Regions from separate parts of the Sus scrofa genome. Here region 2 is linked to region 1. Evidence: chromatin contacts called from public Hi-C data. All regions are on one chromosome and are shown on one strand. Each heading gives the region's core, a stretch centred on a gene start, on an enhancer-like site or on the middle of the called end of the contact. The rest is flanking DNA. Distances are from core to core; before and after follow the strand shown. Region 1 has its middle 41 kb from the start of CTGF. Region 2 overlaps ENPP3 (ectonucleotide pyrophosphatase/phosphodiesterase family member 3).

Region 1 (7,786 bases), core at 1,717-4,216:
CCTAGCTGTTTCACTGACTACATCTTGTGGAAAGTATGATTGATGCCTGGTGAACTGAAGATGGGAGAATGAACTTTTCAGAGTTTTGACATGTCAAATGAAAACCTCTCTACAAAGCACATTGTGTTTCTCTAGTAACAAGCCGCTGCTGTAAACATAAACCGGCAAAGGTGAAGATGCATGGGAGTATTTTTATTTTAACCATACAGGCTAGCTCTGTTTTATCACTAGGATACCGCAAAGACCTGGGGCAAAACCAGACTGACTCAACTAGATCAGAGATGGTGGACAAAGTAGGCAAAAGGTCACCATTTTCCTTGCCTTGATTTATCTGTTTCCATACCAACCCTTGAGAGCTGACAGACACTTGTCCCGATTTATCCATGTATTTGTTTCAAATTTACCTGGTGTTGCGTAGAGATGTTTTGCAGCTGCACTTGGAGAGATATATTCTTTGCGGGCTATATACAGTGCTCCACCACCCCAAACTGGCTCTTATTTGCACACAGGACCACGCCTGTGCAGATGAAACTGAGAGGAGTCCAAGAGTTACATTTTCCTCATTACCATGCTAAGATCTCTGTCCAGGAGAGGACTTGTATTCCGTTGACACAATTTGTGCCTTGTGTAAAGGAGTGCGGAAGACCGTGCATGCTCCGGCTGCCCCCTGGAATCTCCACCCTTTTCCTAAAGCCCTGCTGACCTGTCTGCCTCCCAACCCTTAACATTCCTTTACTCCTCTCCCCTCAGGGAGAAAGCGTTTTTGGCACTGAAGTCCCCCTTCTCGATTCTCTGGCCAGTGAATTAAAGTCTGTTTTACTGGCACCAAACTCAATTTTATTATCGGCGGCACAAACCTGAGCAGGAAAGAACCCCTGAAGGAGCCACAGGGACTTCGATTCAGCTGGGGCCCCAGGAGGGGTCCTAACATCTAACTGGGTAACAGGAACAAGCCTTAGTTCTCGTGTCCATCAATTCCAGGTAACATCCTGTTTGGGGGAAAGCAAATCCATCTGGAAGGATGTAAGTTGGTAGTAGCAACCACACTGGAGCATCTGGAACAAACAGATTTCAGGCAACTTCCCTTTACCAAAGAGGAGAAGTTTCCTTTCACGTCTCTTCCTCCTGTCTTTGAAATTTGGGGCAGTGGAATTTAGCATTGGCTAAGATTTAACCAGTGAACTAAAAAGTGTTAGATGTGGATGAAATCATCCCATTTATCTCTGATAGAAGGTGGACAAATGATCAAACTTAAATTTTCAAATAACCAATGATATTATTATTTATTATTAGGATAAAAAACTACTCTGAAACTAGATGAATATTATTATTTGTTATTATGATAACAAAGTATTCTGATACTAAGTCCAATAATGACAATTATAATAACTACTCATTCATTACTGGGTGATTATTTTGTTCCAGACATTGTTTTCAATGATTTACAATTATGTTCTCAACAAGCCTGTAAGGGGAAAACACTCATCCCAACCATGGCTGGTTCCATCCTGGCAGGGATTGGAACCAAGGTCCTGGCAAAGTTCCTATGTTTAAACAATATGTCATGTTGCCTTCTTAATAAACACATTGGAAATGTTCAAGTTCATCAATTCTACTCCATCTGAAATTGAACTCTGAAACAGTTCTCAAAATAAATGTATTAATAGTATGAAATATCATCAATGAAAAAGCACTTAATAACAAAACCAGAGTACATTAACCCTCATTTGAAAAATGGGCAAAAGTCTGGGTTAAGACATTCATGGGAAAGAAATGAAAAGAGCAAAGACCAATACATAAAAATGTTGTAGCTCATTAATTAAATTAGATATACATATAACATATTTCTGTCCTTACCACACGGGAAAAGGTTTAAAAGAGTCAGATCTCCAGTGTTTCAAAGTGAACAAGCAGTCACACCTTGAAGATGGCAACACACCCAAGATGCTTTGATGTCTCGGATGGCAGTTTGATAATTGTGTTCCAAAAGTTTAAAAATTGTCCATAAACTCTGACTTAAGACTTCAGTTTGACCAAATTTTTGTGCTTCAAAATAATTCTGAAGAAGTTATTGTCCAATTGTCAGAAGATAAAAAGTGATGCTCAATCTAAAAGATTCACTTTTATTAGAGAAACAGTCATGGTATATAGTATATATACTAGAATACACTCTTAAAACGTGATGCTTAGCTAAGTTTACAAAAGTGGGAAACTTTACACCATAGGAATTGAAAAGAACATCTTCTAAAATAGCATATGGTAACATCCATTGTGGTGAAAGGAAAAATAAAATCCCTTTTCCCCGCTTTCCCCATTTTCTCTTCCTTTTGTTCTCGTTCCTTCCTCTGTCTTCCCTCTCATTTTTCCCTCTAGAAGTTAACGCCCTAAAATGTTAACAGTGACTATCTGAGTGGTGGGGTTTGGGGGTGATCTTGACTTTCTCGAGCCTCTATAATACATGAATGTTATAATCTGGAAAAAAAATCCAATAAAATTCATTTAGGCAAAAAATATTTTTAAAATTCATAAAATATTTGAAGTGTCTTTACTCATATCAATATCAGTGGTAATAAGTGTCCAAACAGCAGAAAGTGTCTGATACCTAAGGATACTGACTAGGTATAGATTACTCGTCTGTTAAGTACCATTCCATCATTACATTGCTACTCACCATGGTGACATGAACCCAGTTCCAAAGGACCAGTTCTGACCTCTGCAAACTGCACAAAACATGTGTCCTTTATCTTCATCCTTCTTTCCTTTCTCTGTGTTCACACCTGGCCCAACTTCATTCTAGTCACTCATGGAGGAAGTGTGATTTTTTTCCCACCCCAGACCTAACTCCTCACTTCCTCCAGGGCTTTATTTTCTTAACAATTAACCTTTCTCCCACATGCATGTGTAATCCCTACCTTGGCACGGTTTCCACGTCTCTGCTTTGACTATGCACCTGTCCTATTTTCCTGTAGTATTTACTCTGCTGTGTCTGTCCCCTCCAGCTCCCTCAAAGTTTTCTCTCACTGTGGGACAGGACAAATAAGTGATTGGGTTTTATTTCCTGACTTGATCTCTTCACCAGCCTCTCTCTTTTTGAAATTCCAAAAAATTGGTTTCAGATCACCGCCCCAAACCTACATCCTAAAACCTCTCCCAAAATAACAGTCATTTCCTAATTGACAGACTTTGGTTTTATTTTGGAAATTTAAAAAGTATCTTGTAAAATGTAAGGAGGAAAATAACAAGCATCTGATGCAGCTTCCCACTGTCAACATCCCATCTAGTTTTTTAGTTTCTTGATTATTGCATTGACTTTTTCTTTTGTATTTTCAATCACTATGATTATTTTGAGTATCCCCACGTGGCCCTGATTCCATTTTTCAGCAACATTTATTTTTGTCTATGTAATTTGTAATTTATTATTTCTATATTATTATTTATTTGAGCTGACCACCCTCTCTTTTAAATCTTCTTCTATTATATCTTCCTTGAGTTTATTTTTATTTTGAGGGTCTATGTTTTCTATTAACTTGTACTATAATGTGAAGCATTTCTTCTCATTTTTTTTTTTTTTTTTGGTCTTTTTAGGGCTGCACCCGTGGCATATGGAAGTTCCCAGGCTAGGGGTCAAATCAGAGCTGTAGCTGCCGGCCTACACCACAGCCACAGCAACACGGAATCCGAGCTGCGTCTGCAGCCTACACCACAGCTCAGGGAAATGCCGGATCCTTAACCCACTGAGCGAGGCCAGGGATTGAACCCGCAACTAATGGTTCCTGGTCGGATTCGTTAACCGCTGAGCCATGACGGGAACTCCTCTTCTCACTTTTTGACCCATGTGTTTTCTTCTAGATGAGACAGATGAAATGAGCCCTTCCTTTTTCCTTCCTTCCCTCCCCCTCTTCCCTCCCTCGCTCCATCCTTTTCTCTCTCCCTCCCTCCTTTCCTTCCATACTTCCTTCTTTTTTTAAAACAAAAAAACTCTACTGAAATATAGATGATTTATAACGTTGTGCTAATCCTTCCTCCTTTTTTTTATCCTGCAGTAATTTGCTGTGCTTAATGCCATTTCTTTTATATGGCTCATTCTAGTTTATTCTGAGATAAAGTGATCATCTTCCAATTGTGTCTGAGAGTTGTTTGTGTTTTTCTCTAAACTACTGTGTCAGGGAAGATTGTTTTGTGTCCTACCCACTTTTCTGAAGCCCAAGCGTAGGTCAGGGATGGGGGGTGGAATGTGGATTGAGGTTGTCGTAGACTTTCGGTGATATCATGGGGTCTTCTTTGCAGATTGTGTCTCAGACAAACATACACTTCATCTTAGGTTAAAAAATTCCTATGTTGGATACTTTTGATTGACTTATTTCCCCAATTTAGCACACACTCAGGAGATTTCACATGTCTATCTTACTGTGTTGTTTCTCTGTTTCACTGGCTTTTCTCCCAAAATATTTTCCATTATGTCCCTATTTAACCACTGTGATAGATTGTTGGCTCTTTCTATTCTGAACGCATCTTTGCAATGTCACCTTGCTGCTCCATCCCTTGAATGCAGGATAGCCTTGTGGCTTACTTTGACCAATAGAATGTGGCAGAGTGACATTTTTCCATTAATATGGTGGTCCACTGATGAGGTCACCTTGCTGCTTATGCTTCCGACTCTGAAAATGCTCCTATCAGCATGTAAGGATGTCAAAACTATGCCAGTGAATGATGAAAGACTATGTAGGAGACAGGCTCAGCTCACAGCCTATATCAAGGCCCCAAATGAGAAGATAAGGCCATCTGATGGCCTCCAGCTCCAATAGATCTGCCAGATGACTGCGGCTGTATGAGAAGCCCCAAAGGAGACCATCAGAATAACCATGGAGCTGAGCACAGCTGCGGAAACATGAGAAATATTAAATAATTATGTCATTAAAATATTAAATCGTTATTAAGCTACTATGTCTTAGACTGGTTTTTATGCAAAAATATATAATTGGTGTCTGAACACAAGTGGTATGATAAGCTCAACTTGAGACATATGGCATTAGCTTTGGGATCAGGCAGTGGGCAAAGGCTGGAAATTATAAAGAGACTGTTGAAGGTTAGAGAAAGGACTATCTGGGTTATGTGTTATATGCTATTGTAGCTCTTCAAAGCCTTTCCAGTTGTTTGAGATGACTCTGAAGGCAATAAGTCTGAGTTAAAAATTGAGGCACAAGGCATTTGCTTGTATTGATTCCATATTTGAAAGGACACCACGTTGATGCCTGTCAGTGGTCACTGAAGCATTATTCACGGTAGCTGAGAGGTGAAAGCAACCCCAATGTCCATGGATGGATAAAGAGATGAAATGTTGTAGGTACATAGGATAAAATGTTACTCAGCCTTAAAAATGAAGATAACTCTGATAGGTGCTTCAACATAGATGAAACTTTAGGGTGTTAATATTAAGTGAAATAAACCAGTCACAAAAGACAGTATTATATGGTTCCATTTATATGGGACATCTAAAGAGTCAAATTCACAGAAACAGAAAGTAGCATGTGGTTACCAAGGGTGTAGAGATGGGGTAAATAGGGAAATATTTAATGGCATCTCTTTTGCAAGATGAAAATATTCTGGAGATCTGTTGCACATTAGTGCAAATATACTTACTACTAGTAAACTGTGCACTTAAAATGGTTAGCATGATAAAATTTATGGGTTTTTTTATTTATGTTTATTTTACTTCCTTTTTTTTTTTTTTTTTTTAAATCAAGGGATTGGGGAAGGACATGATGACAGGATAAATAGTAAATCCTGATTGTAGATGGGGAATTTGCAAGTTTATGAATATGCTTCACAGCAAAGTAAATATAGCAGTGGGAAAAATAACAAAAACAATTGCCGTTTTAGAAACACTGTTATTTCTGCAAATGTAAGCACTGGATAAAATTGAGCATAAACTTTTATAACCACAGTTCTTGGTACAGTCCATCTCTAAACCAAGGAGTAGTTCTCCCCCTGCTGGCCATCTTGGAGTTGCTCAGTTTTAGGAAATAACCAGACCTGCTGGAATAAGCATGTTTCCTCCAAGATTAGATGCTTTCATTTACCAAAATACTTCCTGTAGAGACACTAAACTCCCACTGCTATTATCTGCATTTTTTCACTTATTTATTCTCCCATTTCTTAAGAATGAATGTATTGCTCATTTGATTATAGCTTGCTCATCCACTAATTTTTATTTAATCCCTAATAGGTACCAGGAGCTGGGCTAAACGCAATTTTCAAAGACGACTTAGGTGTGGATCTGAGCTTAACATCACAGATATGAAGATCATTATAAAGGAAATTAAAGAGTTATAAGTGCACTGATGGGTTATAAGTAGAAGTCATCCATGTCCTGGAGTATAAGAACCGGGAAATAGAGAGGCAATAAAGAGGTTCAGCAGAAGTATAATTAGGTAAATTGGATTCCTACCCTGAGAATTCATTAAGAAGAGGTAATCTGATCATTCACATACCTTAATTGTCAAGGAACATCTCTTTTTCCCTCTCGTTAGTTTTTTTTTTTCTTATGGCTGCACCCATGGCAGTATGGAAGTTCCTGGGCCAGGGATTGAATCTGAGCCACAAGTTCGACACTGGATTCTTTAACCCCCAGAACCCAGGTGGTGATAGAACCTGCACCTTCACAGCGACCTAAACCACCAAAGTTGATTCTTTTTTTTTTCTTTTTTTTTGTCTTTTTGCCATTTCTTGGGCCGCTCCCACGGCATATGGAGGTTCCCAGGCTAGGGGTCGAATCGGAGCTATAGCCACTGGCCTACGCCAGAGCCACAGCAACGCGGGATCCGAGCCGCGCCGCGTCTGCAACCTACACCACAGCTCGTGGCAACGCCGTATCCTTAACCCACTGAGCAAGACCAGGGATCGAACCCTCAACCCCATAGTTCTTAGTCGGATTCGCTAACCACTGAGCCACAACAGGAACTCCCAAAGTTGATTCTTAATTCACTGTGCCATAGTGGGAACTCCTCTAGTTGGATTGTTTTTTTTTTTAAGTTTTTTTTTTAATTTTGAAATAATTAGATTCACAGGAAGTTGTGGAGGTAATACAGCTATTCCCATGTACTCTTCGTCCAGTTTCCCCAGTGACTGCATCTTCAAAAGCAATGGTGTAAAGTGTGTGCATGTTTCTGTGTCATTTTATGCTGTGTTTGGATTTGGTAAGCACCACTGCAATTAAGATGTGGAAATATTCCTTCACCACAAAGACCTCTCAGGGCTACCCTCACACCCACGGCCTCCCTCCATTAACCCTAACCCCTGACAACTCTGAATCTATGAAAGATGACAAGGACCCACAGAGATGACATCTAATAGACAAAGACATATAAATCATCTAAGTCGAACGCAGGAAATACCCTAAGGTACTTTGTTATTCCAAGAATGTTAGATAAGTAGAATTATATAGTATGCATTTTTTTTTTTTTTTTGCTCTTTTTTAGGGCCACACCCACATCATATGGAGGTTTCCAGGCTAGGGGTTGAATCAGAGCTACAGCTGCCAGCCTGCACCACAGCCACAGCAACGCAGGTCCCAGCCTCGTCTGTGACCTATGTCACAGCTCAGGGCAATGCCAGATCCTTAATGCGCTGAGGCCAGGGATTGAACCCTCAACCTCATGGTTCCTAGTTGGATTCGTTTCCTCTGCGCCACCCCGGGAACACTAGTATGTGACTATTTAATACTGGCTTTTTCTTTTTCTGTATAGAACAATGTCCTTGAGATCCATCCAAGTTGTTACATATATCA
Region 2 (7,786 bases), core at 2,834-5,333, 180 kb before region 1:
TCACTTCGGGGAACATACAAAAATAATTGTGATGTTTTAAAGTCTGTATTTCTAGACCTAGCAGCTCTTGAATGAGCAAAGAATGAGTTTTGTCATAGGCTGGGATGAACAGAGGACTAAGATTTATACTTCCAGTTTAATTATCCTAACATTCATCCCGAAAAATCTATCCATAGACTTCATTTTCTGTAAAAATGGAGTTAATAGTACTCACAGATGTGGTTGGGCTGTTAATCATAAAAAGTGTCTTCTTTTCAGTGAATGACTCATTTGTATAGGTTGGCTACAGTTTACAAAATTGGTTAGTTTTACCATTTCCTGTGTATTTATTTATTGTTCCTCCATTTCATTTAAGCTGAGTGTTAAAGGAAGTGAGACAGCTATCACACTCTCTGCAACCTCATCTTTTTTTAAAAGTACTCACTCATTCAAAAAATGTTGTTTAGGAGTTCCCATCAAGGCACGGTGGAAATGAATCCGACTAGGAACATCGAGGTTGCAGGATCGATCCCTGGCCTCAGTGGGTTAAGGATCCGGCGTTGCCATGAGCTGTGGTGTAGGTCACAGATGCGGCTCAGATCCGGCATTGCTGTGGTTGTGGTATAGGCTGGCAGCTACAGCACCGATTAGACCCCCAGCCTGGGAACCTCCATATGCTGTGAGCGCGGCCCTGAAAAGACAAAAAAAGAAGTTGTTTAAGTGCTAAGTCAATGCTGGGTACTTTCCTCAATATGGTGTGTTAGGAAGTGCATAAAACAGAAATAGACCTTTTCTAGACGGAGTAGTCGAGGTGGAGCAAGAAGAGGAAAAGGAGCACGACTGCAGAACTTTTCTTTACATCTTAGAATGTCAAGATAATGGGAAACAGTAATTTATTTTATAAGTTTCTAAAATGTTGCTCTAATACTTTGGCCTATTGTTTAAAATTAAAGGAAATATTTTAATTTTCTTTTGTGAAAATAAATGATAAAATATACAAATAATAAAATTAATAAAAATATAAATTTGGATGGAGTCTGAAGAATCTTCAAATTAAAAAATTTAACTACCAAAACTTTTTTAGAACATATACTATGTATGTAAATTTACATAATACATATGTGAAAAGTAAATATTCTCTAAATATATTGTTTTATAAAAATGCATGTTACAGTTTTATTTAAAAATTTTAAAATATAGCATGTTGCCTTATTTATAAAGATTTATTTAGCGGAGTTCTCGTTGTGGCACAGTGGTTAACGAATCCGACTAGGAACCATGAGATTGTGGGTTCGATCCCTGGCCTTGCTCAGTGGGTTAAGGATCTGGCATTGCCATGAGCTGTGGTATAAGTTGCAGACGCGGTTCGGATCCTGCGTTGCTGTGGCCTTGGCATAGGCCAGCAGCTATGGCTCCGATTTGACCCCTAGCCTGGGAACCTCCATATGTCATGGGAGCGGCCCTAGAAAAAGGCAAAAAGACAAAAAAAAAAAAAGAAAGAAAGAAAAAAAAAAAGATTTATTTAGCTTCTGACAGAACTTTCTTCTTTGAAATTACTTTAATCGATCAACATTGACTAGATGATTTGTTTATAATTCCTGTCTATTCTTCTCTTATAAGCATGATCCTTCTCTTCCACTGCCAGGGTTTTTAAGGCCTGCCACTTGGAGTAAAGTAATTGGGTAACTCCTAGAGGTTCTCAGGGAAACTTGGTTTGAGATCCATAATGTAATATGACTCCTATTTGACCCGATCAAAAGACAACCAATTGTTACTATCTTATACATTCAGTGGATAATTTTTTTTTAATTCAGGAATGGATCAGACTTATTGTGAAAAACAGGAATATATGACTGATTATTTTTCCCAAATAAACTTCTACATGTATGAAGGACCTGCCCCCCGCATCAGGGCTCGCAATATACCTCAGGACTTTTTTACCTGTAAGTATGAAGATGGAAATGGAAAAATAAAGGTAAAACTAAAAGTGAATAACCATAGCCCTCTGATTCTGAGGATGAAGGGATTACCAGCCCCACTATTCTGACTTCTTGGAAAGACCATACAGAAGCAAACGAGAAACTCCCCTATTTAAGTACAGTCTATTGATAGAGTCTGTGGTAGTATCTAATACTGTTGGGTTAAAATATATTCCACTTCATTCTTAAGTGCTAAAATAAGTCTTTCTTAAAAAAAATTTATTTCATTTTACCAGATCATAATCATTAATAAATGTCTCTTTCATTTTCATGTGAACTTTTGCATTTTTTTGCATTTATCAAGTATCAATTGTAATGTGACATTTATTTTTCTTTCGAAACAGTTGATTCTGAAGAAATTGTTAGGAACCTCAGTGTAAGTACAGTCTCTTAACATACATGTTTAAGTTAATGTAATGTCCTTAATCTGGGTTTCAAGAAATTTGTGTTCTCTAACTTCCATCTAAGCCATTTGCAATTTATTTCTTAAATTCGCCATTGACAGTTTATATTCCTGTTAGTTGCTTTCATTTTAGTTGTTCTTATTTTGGAGTTGACACCATGATAGGAAATTCATTTGAAAAACAGGGATGCTGACTCCTAAATTGAATGGGCTAATCTTTCATTTAAAGGAGCTGGGCTAGTGAGCTTCAGATGTCATTGGTTTTCACACTTTTTGTTATTTAATATCAGAAAATAGTGAAGCACAGATATTATAGATCGTTTGTACCAGTCAGAAAAATAAATTCCTTACCCTAAATGTAATTGTAACTGCTTTTGATTGGCTCTTGCATCTCAGGTTGTAAGTGAACAAGCAGATCAAAAAACCAGATAGCTGGTGTTCCCCTTGTGGCCCAGCAGAAACGAATCCGACTAGGAACCATGAGGTTGCAGGTTCAATCCCTGGCCTCACTCAGTGGGTTATGGATCCGGCATTGCCGTGAGCTGTGGTGTAGGTGATAGATGTGGCTTGGATCTGGCATTGCTGTGGCTGTGGTATAGGCTGGCAGCTGTAGCTCTGATTGGACCCCTAGCCTGGGAACCTCCATATGCCGCTGGTACGGCCCTAAAAAGACAAAAAAAGAAATAGCTTAGAGAAATCAGGATTTTTTCAAGGTGGGGTTCACTACTCCTGGAAAGACCTGAAATAGCCTCGTGTGGTGGTTTTAATAGTTCTATGCTTAAAGTATATTTGCAAGTGTAAAACGATTATATGGATTCATGAGTTTGCCAATGCTTGGGATGGGGCTGGATTTATTTCTGTCTAAGTGATATGCAATTATAGTAAAAACTCAGAATGAAATGTGAGTGATTGAAGATTAGGAAACATTGGGGAAAGAATGGTTGCTGTAACTTGGGACCCCCTGCAAATTTGAAGTAGGAAGCACTGTTGGGGCAGAAATTCTTTAGTATTAATCCTTCCTTTTTTTCTCTTACATCTGATATTCTGGTCTTGATTAAGCATGGTGGGCATTCTTACCTCCTGCTGGTGTGGGGTGTACATGCAGTGTGTTCTTGCAGCTGGAGCAGTAGTGGAAAATTATCAGCAAATGGACTCAGAATCCACACATTGTTTTCCCTTTTTTCCATCACCTATCGATCCTCATAGCTGAAGTCCTGTTAGTGAGATGAGAAAGGGCAAACGTCTAATAATCCCAGTGGTGCAAAAGGGATTGGACATGCAGGCTTTGGAAATGGTCATGACATGACCTCACAGACATGCACCAGGCCTGGAGCTGTAGAGTCTCAAAGAAATGGACTGTCATTTTACGAAGTAGTCCATTCTTCCCAGGAAAATGGTGTGGTTGTGCAGTATTTCCAGGAATGCTGTTCTGTGGGCCTATATTGAGCTGATATTGGACAATCATAAGCAAACATGAACTGGCAAGCTTCATGACAGGTAACAGCTTCAGCTTTGTTCTTAGATCAAATGACCAAAGTTTCATCTTAACTCTAGGGTCTTCGTCTCAAATTCTCAAATGCAAAGAATAACCTTATTATTCTTCAGAGCTTAGCAGTGCATCCTCAGTTTTCTCTGGATTTTATCTGGCTGTACACCCAGCTGGCAAAGGGTGATTCATCCATTGATCGGTGGTCCTTCAGGGCACATTCTGATCCCTTGAACCTTTGAGGAAGTTGCTTTTGCAACAGATGCCATCATGTGCTTGCCTGGAAGTTACAAAATAGCAGCTTAAGAAAGAAGTAATGATAAATGATAAAGCATTCTCTTCCAGAATCCTGGAAGAGATAGAAAAGTAGGCAAGAAAAAATAGGGGAGATATTTGTGCAATAAATTCTTTTCTCTTCCCTTTTTTATTCTATAACTCTTCACTCTCCTACTCTGTATTTCTTTTTAAATTGTTTTTTGTCTATTTCATAGTGACTCTTCTTTTTCTTATGTAGAAAGAATTTTCAGAAGTAGAAGGACTGTACTAGATTTCAAAAACTATTGACCTGATTTGAAAAATAAGCAAATGCAGGGTAATTGAGTTAAATGTGAAGGAATGTTTTGGAGCAATTAAACTAGTTTTAAAAAATTTACCCATATCTATGAATGTTTTACATAGTTTTAAGGTATAATTTAGACTCCAAAGTTGTAATTGCCACTCTAAATCTAGACTTCTATCCATTCTCTGTCAAAAAAGGAGGGGTATTTATGGTCATTTAAGATATATACACAGGAAGAAAAACTTTCAAACATCAAACATATAGTTTACATCATATTTTAAATTGCAACTTAAATATGTTGCAACAGTTAAAAACAATATACTTAGGGAATGTGACTACACTGAAAACAGGTTTAATATTCCTATTTTATTTGCCAGGCTTAAATCCTCTTACTTTAAAAAAATTTTTATTGAAGTGTAGTTGATTTAACAATGTTGTGTTAATTTCTTCTGCATAGCAAATTGATTCAGTTATACATACAGATATATGTACATACAGGTATATATATATACATTCTTTTTAATATTCTTTTCCATTATGGCTTATCACAGAATATTGGTATATTTCCCTGTGCTATACAGTAAGATCTTGTTGTTTACCCATCCTGTATATAATAAAACTATTATTATATACTAATATCTGCTCATCCCAAACTCCCAATCCTTCCCTCTCCACCTGCTCTCCCCTAAGCAACCACAAGTCTGTTTTTGCTCTGTGAATCAACTCTCTTACTTTTAAAAAGTGTTTAATAAATTGACTTAGGAGATGAAGTTATGAATTATTTTGCATCTTTTAAAGGTGTCATGAGGAAATACTTTCTTTTTCAGTGCCGAAAACCTGATCAGCATTTCAAACCCTATCTGACCCCTGATTTGCCAAAACGACTACACTATGCCAAAAATGTCAGAATTGATAAAGCTCATCTTTTGGTGGATCGACAGTGGCAGGCTGTGAGGTTTGTGTCCCTATTAATTTATCTCATAATATTTAAAAAAATTTTATAGGTATATTTGATTTACAATATGTTAACTTCTGCTGTACAGCAGAGTGATTCAGTTATGCATATATATATTATTTTTCATACTCTTTTCCATTACAGTTTATCACCGAATATTCAATAGAGTTCCCTGTGCTATACAGTAGGACCTTGTTGTCTTGCTGTATGTACTAGGGTCTCGTGGTACTTTTAACAGTCATCTTTCATTATAAATTTGTTTAACCTTACCTGCTATTATGATCACATGGGTTTTCCTGAGCATGACAATTTCTTGATCTTTTATATGCTATCTAGCGCTTCCGTGTTTGAAAGGACAGTTATTGGTTGGCTGGTCTTAGCATTCTAGCCTTCACAATATAGATGAGAATGAAGAAGAAGGCTGACTGTTCATTGACTTTTCCAGAGATGATCCGTATCAGTACATTCTTAACTTCCGCTGTGGTCTCCTTCAGGTGGCAAACAAGATATAAAGATGTACCAGTTGTCTTACAGGCTTGTAGTGAGTAATTGATTAAATGGCTCTTTCAGGTCTTTGTCATCTTTGTGGTTTTTACAAAAGAGCATGCTTATGGCTAAAAGGCCAACCTAATCAATTAGCTGTAACCTTTCTTTTTTTCTAGTCATAATTGTGATTCATATTGACTATAGAGCATTTGCAAAATATGTCTCTTTAGAGAAAATAAAAGCCATTCTGAATCACTCCACCCCAAAATAATCGATTAATTGAGTCAACAGAATTTTACTGATGCTTGTTATGTGTATCCCAAACCCTGTTCTAGGCATTTGGGATACAGAAATGATTCCTGCCCTCCTGGTCAAATGGAGAAGCCTGATAATAAGCCAGTAAATAAACACACACTCTCTGATAGTTTAACTCATGTTCCCTATTTTTGCATTGTATTCCAGTTATTTTTGCATAGGCATAAGTGAATATAAATGGAATCAGGATAATATTACATTTTCTGGCCTTTTTTTATTTGTTTGTATGTTACAAAATGCCAGGGGGATGCAGAGGAAAATGCTTTTGATACGAAACATAAACATCTTTTATTTTAGGGCTGCACCTGTGGCATATGGAATTTCCAGGCTAGAGGTCGAATAGGAGCACCAGCTGCCGGCCTACACCACAGCCACAGCAACTCGGGATCTGAGCGGTGTCTGGGATCTACACCACAACCCTTCGCAACACGGGATCCTTAACCCACGATCAAACCTGCATCCTCATGGATACTAGTTGGGTTTGTTACCGCTGAGCCACGATGGGAACAACTTTTCTTTTTTTATAAACATCTTTATGAAAGATATGTTTAACAGAGGAAGAGGAGATGGAATAGAGGAAGTTGTGTTCTGATATTAATGTGTGCAGGATGAGGAACTAGAGATTTGGTAGAGTCTATTGAATGAGAGAACAAGAAAGCTAAGTACACTGCTAAGTCAGAGAGAGTGTAATTTAAATTAACACCACTAGATGGCACTGGCCTTTCTTCTTGGAATTGGAGTCTCATAGCTCTTTGGCTCAGTGGGCTGTACTGTGGTTCAGGGTACTGTTCCCTGAAAGAAGATTAATATTTGTGACTAAAATTGAGCTTTATTAATGTTAAATATATAGGATTTTTAGTGGTATATGTATGTAATAAATTAATGTGAATAAGATCTCCAATTATTTACTGTTAAGGATAAGAGATCAAAGGAGTTAAACCACTGGTACAAAATGAGAAAGTACCCGTCAGTTTGACAACATGGACTATGGGTTATAGAAGGAGAGTCCAGCGGCCAAAATACCTCTGGATTTCACACATTAATACTCAGTCTCAAATTGTGAGCTTTGTACATTTACTAGCTAGCCATCAGATGTAAAAAGAGCAGCAGCCCTAGAGTTCAAGACCAGGCACCACACCTAGCTTATGGTGAGAACTTGGACAGATTAATGTCTTAATGCAACATTGTTCTCATTTCTAACAAAAGGATAGTCTGATTTTATTATTCCCTTGCTATTTGCATACAGGGTAACTTAGAGGAAACCTTGACCTCAGCCCTAACCAGAACACCTGGGGAGTCCCATCTGATTAGGTCCTGGGTTTACTTTATCTCCAGCTCTTAACATATGAGTCTCAGGCTACCTATTTTCTAAGTTAAAATATGTCATCTTTAGTTATCATGTTGAATATTTGATAATTAGGTTAGATTCCCTTTTCAGAATTATAGAAAATTTCATTATATAGCATAATCTATCTTCCTTCTCTTATTTGCCATTTTAAAAATGTGTTAGATCTCACTAGTTTGGGAAACCTGATTATTTGAAACCAGTTGGAATAATGTTAAAGTTCCCTTTTAGAGAACATGAATAAAAGCTTTTCATTTTATGTTTGGAAACTGACAAAAT

Evidence for each region. Hi-C and Micro-C count contacts between places; a contact is called where the count stands out from the background.
Region 2: a contact with region 1 is called in a Hi-C map of liver, with 7 times the contacts expected there. The contact joins two enhancer-like sites. A contact is called at or near these places in 3 of 5 promoter capture datasets (fetal liver, fetal skeletal muscle and liver), 33 of 47 Hi-C or Micro-C datasets (adipocytes, adipose tissue, alveolar macrophages and 18 more) and 2 of 2 datasets of contacts at active chromatin or transcription factors (alveolar macrophages and skeletal muscle).

What each region holds. Positions count from the first base shown.
Region 1 is chr1:31,711,126-31,718,911 of Sscrofa11.1, reverse strand. No RefSeq gene overlaps it. Among named protein-coding and RNA genes, the nearest start is that of CTGF, 41 kb to the right of the region's middle. Within about 2 kb of position 2,966, at least 3 of the 83 cell types and tissues checked have an H3K27ac peak or open chromatin away from gene starts, as enhancers often do. A contact at or near this core is called in fetal liver and liver, where this site is marked.
Region 2 is chr1:31,890,793-31,898,578 of Sscrofa11.1, reverse strand. It overlaps ENPP3 (ectonucleotide pyrophosphatase/phosphodiesterase family member 3), which reads left to right. Exons shown (of 24, transcript XM_021087960.1): 12 at 1,794-1,922; 13 at 2,303-2,334; 14 at 5,234-5,361. Among named protein-coding and RNA genes, the nearest start is that of ENPP3, 38 kb to the left of the region's middle. Within about 2 kb of position 4,083, at least 3 of the 83 cell types and tissues checked have an H3K27ac peak or open chromatin away from gene starts, as enhancers often do. A contact at or near this core is called in fetal liver and liver, where this site is marked.